Regions from separate parts of the Sus scrofa genome. Here region 2 is linked to region 1. A link is a contact called in public Hi-C data. All regions are on one chromosome and are shown on one strand. Each heading gives the region's core, a stretch centred on a gene start, on an enhancer-like site or on the middle of the called end of the contact. The rest is flanking DNA. Distances are from core to core; before and after follow the strand shown. Region 1 has its middle 620 kb from the start of CITED2. Region 2 has its middle 190 kb from the start of CITED2.

What was found. A called contact is a pair of places that touch in the nucleus more often than the background predicts.
Region 2: a Hi-C map of heart right ventricle shows a contact between it and region 1, with 2.8 times the contacts expected there. The contact joins two enhancer-like sites.

The regions. Positions count from the first base shown.
Region 1 is chr1:24,528,594-24,533,606 of Sscrofa11.1, forward strand. No RefSeq gene overlaps it. Among named protein-coding and RNA genes, the nearest start is that of CITED2, 620 kb to the right of the region's middle. Within about 2 kb of position 2,653, at least 28 of the 83 cell types and tissues checked have an H3K27ac peak or open chromatin away from gene starts, as enhancers often do.
Region 2 is chr1:24,965,968-24,971,056 of Sscrofa11.1, forward strand. No RefSeq gene overlaps it. Among named protein-coding and RNA genes, the nearest start is that of CITED2, 190 kb to the right of the region's middle. Within about 2 kb of position 3,789, at least 24 of the 83 cell types and tissues checked have an H3K27ac peak or open chromatin away from gene starts, as enhancers often do.

The DNA.
Region 1 (5,013 bases), core at 1,403-3,902:
TTATAAAAGTGGAATGCAATTTCAGAAGATGAAAACAGCATCTATAATAAGTAAGCAAAATTCAGGCAGAGATTGGGGAAAAAAGACAATTCTCAATACTTCTTCCTAAATAAATCTCTCTCAGCTTCCCCAAAAGGAGACCCACTCTTCCCTAAGGGATCAAGGGCATCACTTGACAATTCCTTCTTTATAGCAATTTCCTGATGAGCTTGATGGAGAGTTCATAGGTTACCACCACTTCCTCAAATAACTGTATTATGGTGACAAAGAAATATTGGCAGTATTTCCCAAGAAAGAGAAAATTTGTGAAATGTTCTCTATGTCAAAATATTGTACTTATTACAATATTAAAACAGAGTTTAATGACAAATAATATGCCCTGCTGAAACATCTCTGGCTGAAATACAGTTATATGCATATCTTGATCCTAGTTCACCAACTTAGCACATTTTTAATATCATTTGTGAAAAGAAAATAAACTGAAAGAGAAAACATATATGGGAAACTAAGATATGTTACTCATGTAAGAATATAATTTGGTCTGTTTTATGAACATTAGGTATGATATTTAACTGGTCTTCAGAATAACTGCATATCAAACCATCTAAACCTGATGATAAATGTCTTGTTCAAATAATGATTCTCCACATAGTTCAATGGCCTTTTGCCCAAACTGACTCCTGTGAGGAAAAGGGAAGCTCTGAGTTTAGAGGAGGAACCTGACATACAAAGCAAAATAAAAATCAGTTACAAGCCTTTTAAAATGTATGTTTCCCCTAAATTCATTATTTCACCTTTTGGATAACAGCTCTATTTTTTTTTTTCACCTTGAAAAGAAATCCACACAGAGTTTTTATTTAGTCTCTGTGACTTGATAACTTGCGTGATTGGTTGGTCTATTTCTCTTTCCTTCTGATGGTTGTTCATTAAGTCATAAAATACTACTATAGTTGTTGTATTGAAGTAGTCAAGTGAAATAGAATATTGTTTCTCTCTTAAACGTTATTTTCTGCCAACACAGCACACTTGTCAAAGGCACTGAATATTTCAGAAATAGGCATCACATAAATATATAAATAACTAGATAAATAACTGCCAAAACACTGTACATTATTTGGAGATAAATGTGAGCGTGCTGCAAAATGCAAGATTAATACTTAACATCTTTTAGACAATGTTTTTAAGCTAAGAAGTAGGTATCATTAAGATGAGATTCTAGAACAGAATTTTATAATATTTAAAAGTTCTTATTGTTCAATGAGTATTTTCTTTCTTGCTTTTTTTTTTTTCCTTTTAGGGCTGTGTCTGTGGCATATGGAAATTCCTAGGCTAGGGGCTGAATCAGAGCTACAGCTGCTGGCCTACACCACAACCACAGGAACACCAGATCCCAACCCACTGAGCAGGCCAGGGATCAAACCCATATCCTCATGGATATTAGTCAGATTCGTTTCCGCTGAGCCACAACAGAACTCCCAGTGAGTATTTTCTAATAGCTAAGTAAAAATATAGCATGATCCAACTCTGTAAAAAGACTGAATGATTAAATAATTATAAAAATCAAAGACCCCTCTGTTCATGTTAGGAAGCATTTTGAGCTGCACTGTAAATAAGGGCTGGAAAGAACATCTTCAACTCAAGAAGCAATTAAGACCAATGCAGCATCGTTTTTGGAAAGCTAAAATGATTATGAGCTTGAATATGAAAATTATAATGCCCAGTTCTCTCAGACAAATGTTGTAGATACCATAAATTAGACACCTATGGTTGAGAAAAAGAAGATCAAACAAATATTGTGGGCCTTGAATCATGACAAGTCAATGCAATAGTGTGTTTTATTTTGGAGGGCAATTCCATATGTTAGTAGGCCAGATCTGTCAGGTCCACTGGCAGGCCATCCTGCTGTGCTTATCCTGAGTGTAACACACATCATGCAGGGATTTGGATGTAGAGAAACCAGGGATACTTCCACTATGTGTCATGATCATGAGAAGGGCAGAGCCTGGCTGCTGTTGACAGTCAGGGATAGTATGAGCTGGCTTTCTGGAATGGTAGCAGCAGAAAATTCAGTCAACATATTTTGACCTTCAGAGTTATTCAGGCACATTCTGATCTCACCAAATGGGCTGATAAGGGTGAAGTACAAACTTGGCGTCCAACAGCTGTTTCCAAACAACCAATTGGAGGCGGGGCAAAAGATTGCTTTTTTCTGTTTTTAGATACAGTCTGTGCCTTTCAAGGCTAAGACTTCAACAGCAATTTTTCCATTGCATAAAACACAAAGAGCTATCCTTTTAAATGTATCAGCACACAGCAAGGCAATGAAAAAAAAAAAAAAAGGAAGGAAAAGAAAGAAAGAATAACTTAAATGCTATGGGGTGAAACCAACCAGGATCTGAGGCCAAAGCACTATGTGAACATTAGATTATGCAGTTGATTCAATTCAAATTCAAGTCAAGCTGGTTCAATGTTTCACTTAAAATCTTTTGTCCTTTTTTGCTTGTTCCTTATCATGAAATCTGATCTATTTGTAGGTTTAATGCAGGGGACAGGGAAAAGGCTGACCTAACCTTAGTATTATAGGGGATTGCACTAAATGTGGGAGTGAGAGCAATAATTCCACAGCTTCCTACTTGGAAATGGGCCCAGCTTGAAGAAATAAAAATAGAAGTGTCTGAATGCAACTAAAAAGCTCAGCCACATGGAATTAAAATGCCAGTTCCCTTCAGCCTTTCTTTTTCTTTTTCCCCAGTCATCAGAATTTCAGAGCCTACAAATTAAAAGGCTCCTGCAGTCAGTATCTTTTTTGGTTACCCATCGCTTGAAGTGACATTGATCCAATATGACTGCGTATCTAGTATGCAGTATACTATATGTACATATACTGCATATACAACATACAATAGCTTAAACCCTATTATTCTCATTTCTTCTAAACAACGATCAGGTTTAAAATGTAAATAAATATATAAATATGCCTAAGGGGCACTTAAACTCCAGGATAGTAATTAGTTAGCAGATGGTCATCCTTATGATTCCAGAATGTACTTATATTAACTTTCTTTACTTTCTAAATAAACACAACACTTCAAATTGAAAAAGGAAAAAAAAAATTCCTAATGTTTTACCAATCTCTGGTTCTAATTTGCCCAAGGGCTGCATTTAGCATATTTTCAGTATCATATATTCAAAGTAGAAGAACTGGAAACAAAAAACAGATTTAGGAAACTAAGAGTTACCATTCGCATGCAGGAGATGATAATTTGGTGTATCCCATGATCACTACATACCTTAATTGTTTTTATGAATACGTCCATGTTTTAACTGATGTCTTCTGAATAATAGATATATCTTGATCCTTTCAGAAAAAAATGAACTTCTCTTTCTCTCCAGCATATGCTAGTGTGTTTTGCCTGAACAGGATGTCTTTGAAATTAAGGGGCATTCTTTGCTTAAAAGAGGTATTTAGGGTGCAAGGAGGAATGAGAATCTGACCCAGGCCATTTTAAACCCATGTTTATCTAGCCTTCATCATTTTCTCCTTTAACATATGAATATAGTTTCCAAAACCACAAACCTCACAAGTGTTTAGATCCCAGACTTGTAAACAGGTTTGATTTCCTTTTATTGAGCGTCTTCCTTCCTCATCCCTTATTGCATTCAGCTGGCTCTAATTCCTTTTCATGTACTTAAAGAAATGAAATATTTTGTCTGAATTAAGAATAATCATGTGTTTGAGAAGATCAATCATGAAACAACAGAAAAGTGAATTGTTTTCAATGGATCTGTTTACAGTGACTGAGCAACTAGGGTTTAGATGAATAAATAAAAAGGCCAGTAATTTTATTGAGTTATATTGTTCAATTTCAATTGTGTCTCTTAACATAAACAGCTCAGTGATTGATGTATTATTGAATATTTGAGGAGTGTGTCTGTAATGAATATGTTTATGAATGACCCTCTGAAAGTAAATCAATGTTAGAAAGAGACCTTTGTTGATTTGTTAGAGTTTAGATGATTGCAAATTAAACTTTAAAATGTCCAGATTTTAACACTGAGTGCTTTCATATTTAAAAGGGGAAATACAAGTACTAGAAAAGCAAAAGAGCCAATGATTTATAGAAAAAAGAAAGAAAAAAGAATTCTTATTAACCTTTCTCAGCATCCAAGGTCATTATTTGGAACCATCCTTAAGAACATCATCACATCATCATGACCTAGCCAAATAAATTAGTGTCTTTACCCAAACATGTTTTTCTTTTAAAATTATGCAATTATTAACAGTCAGTAAATCCACTTACTATTCTATACAATGGATCAACTCTCTCTGTGAAAAACACCACTCTTCACAAGCTACTGAACTGAATTTTCTCTTGAGCTTCATAGATGTCCAATCTAAATTGATTGACAAGGCTAGGACTCAACATCTTTTTTTATGGATATCCAATTGCAGAATCCCTTACATCTTCTTCCTTTTATCTTTTATAAAATTCATGATTTCCTTGAATTGCTCTATTTCTCCAAAGCCTGTGACTTGATCCAACACACTAATAAATCCTGGATGTGTATTTTCCATCATCCATGGAACAGCTGCTTATAAACCCCACACATAAATGGGATGCTTCCATAATAACCAAGTTGGGGAATGCCTGGAAAATTCAACCGACTGTTATCCTCAATCATGAGGATGTAAAATCTGTTGCTACAGCTCAGGGTTGGACTAGGATGTCTCTAGGACAAAGTGCTGGAATGTGATCTCTCTTTTGGTGATATCTCTCTTCCTCTTCACCTCTCTCTAATGTTATCTCTTCCCAGATTCTGTACTTAATCTCTTTTCTTTCTGTATATCCACATATTCAAAAATATCATCCAATCATATGTATACAACTCCTAAATTGGTAACTCAATACTAAATTTTCTCAAGCTATTTCTATCTTATGTTTTCAGCTGCCTGCTACTTTTCCCACTAATCAACATTTTTTAATGCCAGTTATTTTTCCTGACTTCTCTGTT
Region 2 (5,089 bases), core at 2,539-5,038, 440 kb after region 1:
TATTCTAAGAGGCTTGGACTGAATTTGAGTGTAATTGAGAAGACAGGAGGTTCTGTCCTCCAACAGAACACACACTTCCTCTCCTTAAAAGAGAAAAATGCTTTAGAAAGCTAAACTGTTCAGAGAACACTCGATTTAGAATTGTCAGGGAAAAAAAAGAATCAAATCAGAAAGTAGCTTCTTCGCTTTACTTTCATGGTTACAATTGAATCACAGAAGATCAACAAAATAAATGTGCCTAATTGTATCGCTTGCAGGGCTTTCATGACAGGGAGCACTTGTCTTCCTAAATGGAATTCACTCTAATGAGGTTAGCCTCCCAAGAACCTACTAGTGTTGATGCTTGGTGCTTCTGACCCTAAGGGGTTAAAATGGAATGTGGCAACTTTTTTCATTTTGTTATGTCCTGCTAAAGTCAAAAAGAATTGCTTGTAAAGGCAGAAAATGTCATCGTTTTGCACTTGCTCTGACCTCAGCATCTAAAAATACAAAATGCTGGAATTTCTAAAGCAGGTGACTTGGAGGGGGAAAGAAACTTAAAGAGGGCTAATTGTTTAAGGTCTAACTGTAGTCCACAGAAGACAGAATAAAGAGGTGTCCCTCCAAGTGACCTAGCCTGCATAAAACTAGACACACAATTCATTTGAAAGACTTTTTGTCTCTGCATTTTTTCTCTATGTTTAAAGAGAAACATCTTATGTTCAGCACAATGGACAATAGTATCATCTTAGCTACTTCCTTTCTATAAATTGGGTTAATTTTACTCTCATTCTCAATTGGAGCACACAGAGGAATTTATGTTGCTCATCAACCTTTGCTAGAAGCCCTTATGTCTTGGAGAAGTTACTATCTCCTGTTTGAAGAAGAGCCACATGTCAAGGCCAGAGAGGGTGGGTATAGATTTAGAAAAGGCTGCACCTGTGGGTGTACAAACCATTGCTGCTACCTTGGTCTTACCTTTCACAGTTTAACTTTTCTCCTTTGAGATGTACTCCTTAGTTTAAATATACATTTCAAAACACTTCCTTTGGGTTCTAGTGTGAAGGAAATTGATCACTCTTCAAGTGTATGTTTTTAATTGACTTCCTTCTTCCTGGCTAGGAAATTAACTTTCAGTCCTCTTTTATTTGATCTGTTAAGCACGTTATGTGACACCTTTCCAGACAACAAGATTTCATGAGACCCTAAATGCCATACACTTCACCCGACAGAAGCTCCACATTCCCACATAACTTTTAAAGACATAACAATCAAATTTACAACTGAGTTCTAGCTGCAAAGCATATTGGCTGACATGAGTGTCCATAATATATTGAGTCGGCTACTGTCTCAGTTCTCCCTGCCAGCTGCAAGGCATGCTTTAAAAATCAACTGCCCTCTCCCTATGCAGAGCTGCTAGAGGTGGGTATCTAACACCCAAACTCCAAGGTGTTTATTTTCAGCCTCATATCAGTTGTTCTTATTTCCATTAACAGTGAAATCTACTGTTTGAACTGAAAAGCATCATTGATGTCTCAGAACTCTGCCTGAATATTTCACAGTCCACTGCAAGAGGCTGTTGTTGTTCGTGCTGGTTGTTTGCCAAACTGCCACCTGTGCAACCAGGTCAGTGACCAAACAGGTGATAATGTTCTCACAGTCCCACAGAAAACACACCCAGCACTCAGATTGCCACACTGCAATTCCTTGACTTCAAGTGCTTTATGGATTTTCCTGTTGTTCACGTGGTCAGAGTCCACTGTGAGGAAAACAAGCTCTAGAATACCAGCTCGCAGACTACGGAGGTAGGGCTCACTTCTCCGAAGAAACCCCTCCTTCAAATCCTGGTACATTGTATAGGTATGACCTCCAGGGGGTTACTGTGCCTACAATAGCCTATCTTCCTAAGGAAATTTCCTAGATTTTCTTTGAATATACTCTTCATTGGGGGAAATTTTGTGACTCTGCCCTCTTGGATTTTTCTGTGTTGTCTCAACCAATCCTAGGAAAAACTTGGTGACACCACACACACACACACACACACACACACACACACACCCACACCCCTTGTTTGCACATCTATTCAGACTTCCCCGAAGACAGAAGAATTTTTCATGGGAAAAAAACTTCTCTTAGTAATCAATTTTCCTGGAATGAATTAAATTAATTAGCATCCTCTTCCTCAAATGTTGTTTCCTTTTTTTAACTTTTCTTTTTCTTGCCAACATTCTGTCCTATTATCCATTTTTATGACACAAAGACTTTTTTTTTTTTTGCTCTCCTATCTTCTTTTACTATAATTTCCATTCTTGTTTCCATCTATCACATCATGTATTCAGTTTGATTTTTAAATAGATCTTATAGTATCCTGGGGACAAAGGATCAGTTGGGGAACAGGGACAGGGTTTCCCCTTGCATGTTTTTAAAAAGAAAACATGAAACCAAATGAAAAGTACAAGATCTGTTACTTTAGTCCTTTGGTGATTTTCCCCTGACCAAGTGTAATACTTCTAACTTCCTCCCTCCTTGGCTCTCACTGAACTGACACACTGCAGGTGCCATGGTTTAGATTTAACAATGAAAACCCATTTCTTTTCTAGTTCCGCAGCAAAGACATCACAAAAGATAGAGTTATCATGAGCTAATTACAGTCCTTGAAAATTACCTTTGTGCTTTGCAAATATGCATTTTTTTCTTTGCTGGTGATGAAGAAGTTGGCAGTTTAAATAAAAAACACTATTTAAAGTAACAGAGTACAGTTATATAACCTTTTCACATAAATCACACAATAACTCTTTGTGCTTTGTAAAAAAAAAAAAACTGCAGTGCTTGTTAAGAAGATTTATTTATATAATAATCTATGCAAAGGACTTTTTTCCCTTTTTTGAAAGTGGGATGTTCTTTTTTTTTAACCTCTAGAAGTTGCAGACTAGAGGGCAGGAATATCCTCCAATCACCATTTTTAGTTGCACACACTCTAGCTACTAAAGACTCCAGTTCACATAGTGTTTTGGCATGACCACATCTTTATTTCTAAGCGTACAGAAAACTTAAGGAATAGTCTGTGCCTGCTAAATAAATAAAAATGTAGAGTCAAAATCCAATCCAGTATAAGGATTCCTTTGCATTCACAAGTCACACCAAGACCTGAGACAATTTTTCTCAGTTTTTCAGATATATTACTGTGGGTCCCACTGAAATCCATGCGACCGCTGAGGCTGAAACCTAGAGTTTCTCCAGTGATTCTCCATGGGATTTTTCCACAGGTCTCTGTTCCCCTACTCAGCTTCCTTCCCATGTTTCTTTGCTCCCTTTCACCTTATTCCCTAATTTAAACCTAGAAACAATAGTCTTTCATTATTAAAAAGCTGTCCCTACCATTTAAAAACATCCCCCATAGAAAGTGTCTTAACTTCAGAATGATCTTTTCACTGACCAATCCACTGTGAAGAGCCAAGGCCATACATAAGTGACTAAATGCTAAAGCTTGGCTCAAACTGACCCACTTAATCCTCAGTCCAAAGGATCACTTCAAGAAGAGTGATCCTTTCACGGAGATAAACCTAGTTGAGGCATTTAATTGGTCAAATATATCTATTCTAACTCTTGCTGAACAGTGGGGTTTCTGAAGACAGGGAAACCCACAAGGGCTTTCTTGTGTGTCCTTATCTTTCACTGAGATGCTGACCTAACTTTTAAAAGCTATCACCATGGAAAATTCTGGGCTTCTCTCCAAAACCAACCAGTAGGAGGTGGCTCTCTTAATCAGTGGCTGTGTTCCGTCTTTATATAAACAGGTTAAGCCAGCTGCCAGAGCCTCTGCGACTAATTCCAGCTCACATTACCCTCGGCTGGAAAGATGGGCCTGAACCAAAGCTGCTTTAGGAAAGCAGACAACTCTCACCTCTCCCAGGTTATAGCAAAACACCTGGTACGAGTCACCAGCAAACTTATTTTTGTTCCTCAGGATCGTTAGGTGGGATTTGATTAACTGGAGAGACATCCTCCCATTAGCTAATCCATGAAGGGCTCTCATTGCCTGGGATGGAACTCAGAATGACGGTTTGTAGAATCAACAGGCATGACTAAAAGTGAAAAAGACACTGCTAACAAAATCTGTTACCTTCCTCAGACATCCACTTCTCTACTTTGACCCTGAGAATGTTCCTCAAAATGATGTTACCCTAAAGTAGCAACAAACGACATGGAATAAAGCCTAAATAACTAGAATAATAAAACAGGCTTCTGAGCTATACTTATAGATGTTGGCCAAAAATAGTCATGTCCATGTGCCTATGAAATGTGAAACTTGATCATGGTTCAGTCATTATACCAGAAGCATTAAAAGAAATAAGGCAAACAAACTGAAACTTTCCCATGCAGTATGTTCTTATGTTAGTGAAGAATTCTGCTTACATTAATCAACATAACAGTAATAATTAGAAATTCTGAACCTCACACCCGAAAAAAAAAAAAATGCTTTTGCAGAGAAAGTCTTTTAACATGCTATCACATTGATTTAAAATCAGTGTATTAAGGCCATTGGTCTATAGATCAAGCCATATCTGAATGGCTCAGAATAATTTTTCTCTCTTTAGCTACCAAAATTGAAAGTGAAGTATGTTAAGTCCTTCTGCTGATTTTATTTTCAAAAACATACAATAGCTACTGCAATTCCAGGAGGATTCCTCTGGTTTTTATTTTGACAGCATAACACTCCACTCATGGGACTTGAGCTTTTCAGGTGTTAAAGAGAATTTGCTATAAGAAAATGATTATAATAGGATTGAATGTAATTGAAAGTCAAGGTACAATAGCCATACAGTGTATCACGGAGAGTGTCAAAACTTGCAGTGAGGGTGGAGTGCCTTTTGCTAAGTAAACAAAAAAAGTGGAGAGAGAAGAAAATATTCTATGCACGACAGGATCTACAAGGTTGGCCAACCTGATAAGCCTGCCACACCGCAGTGGGATCAGACCCACAGGTACTACAGCGCTTCCCTGGCAAGAGGGGCCATGAATAGTTGCAACCTCCCCACCCCACAGAAATGTTTTGAAAACAAGTTATATAATAACCTGAATTCTTGTCTAGAACTTGACAGGCAATAAC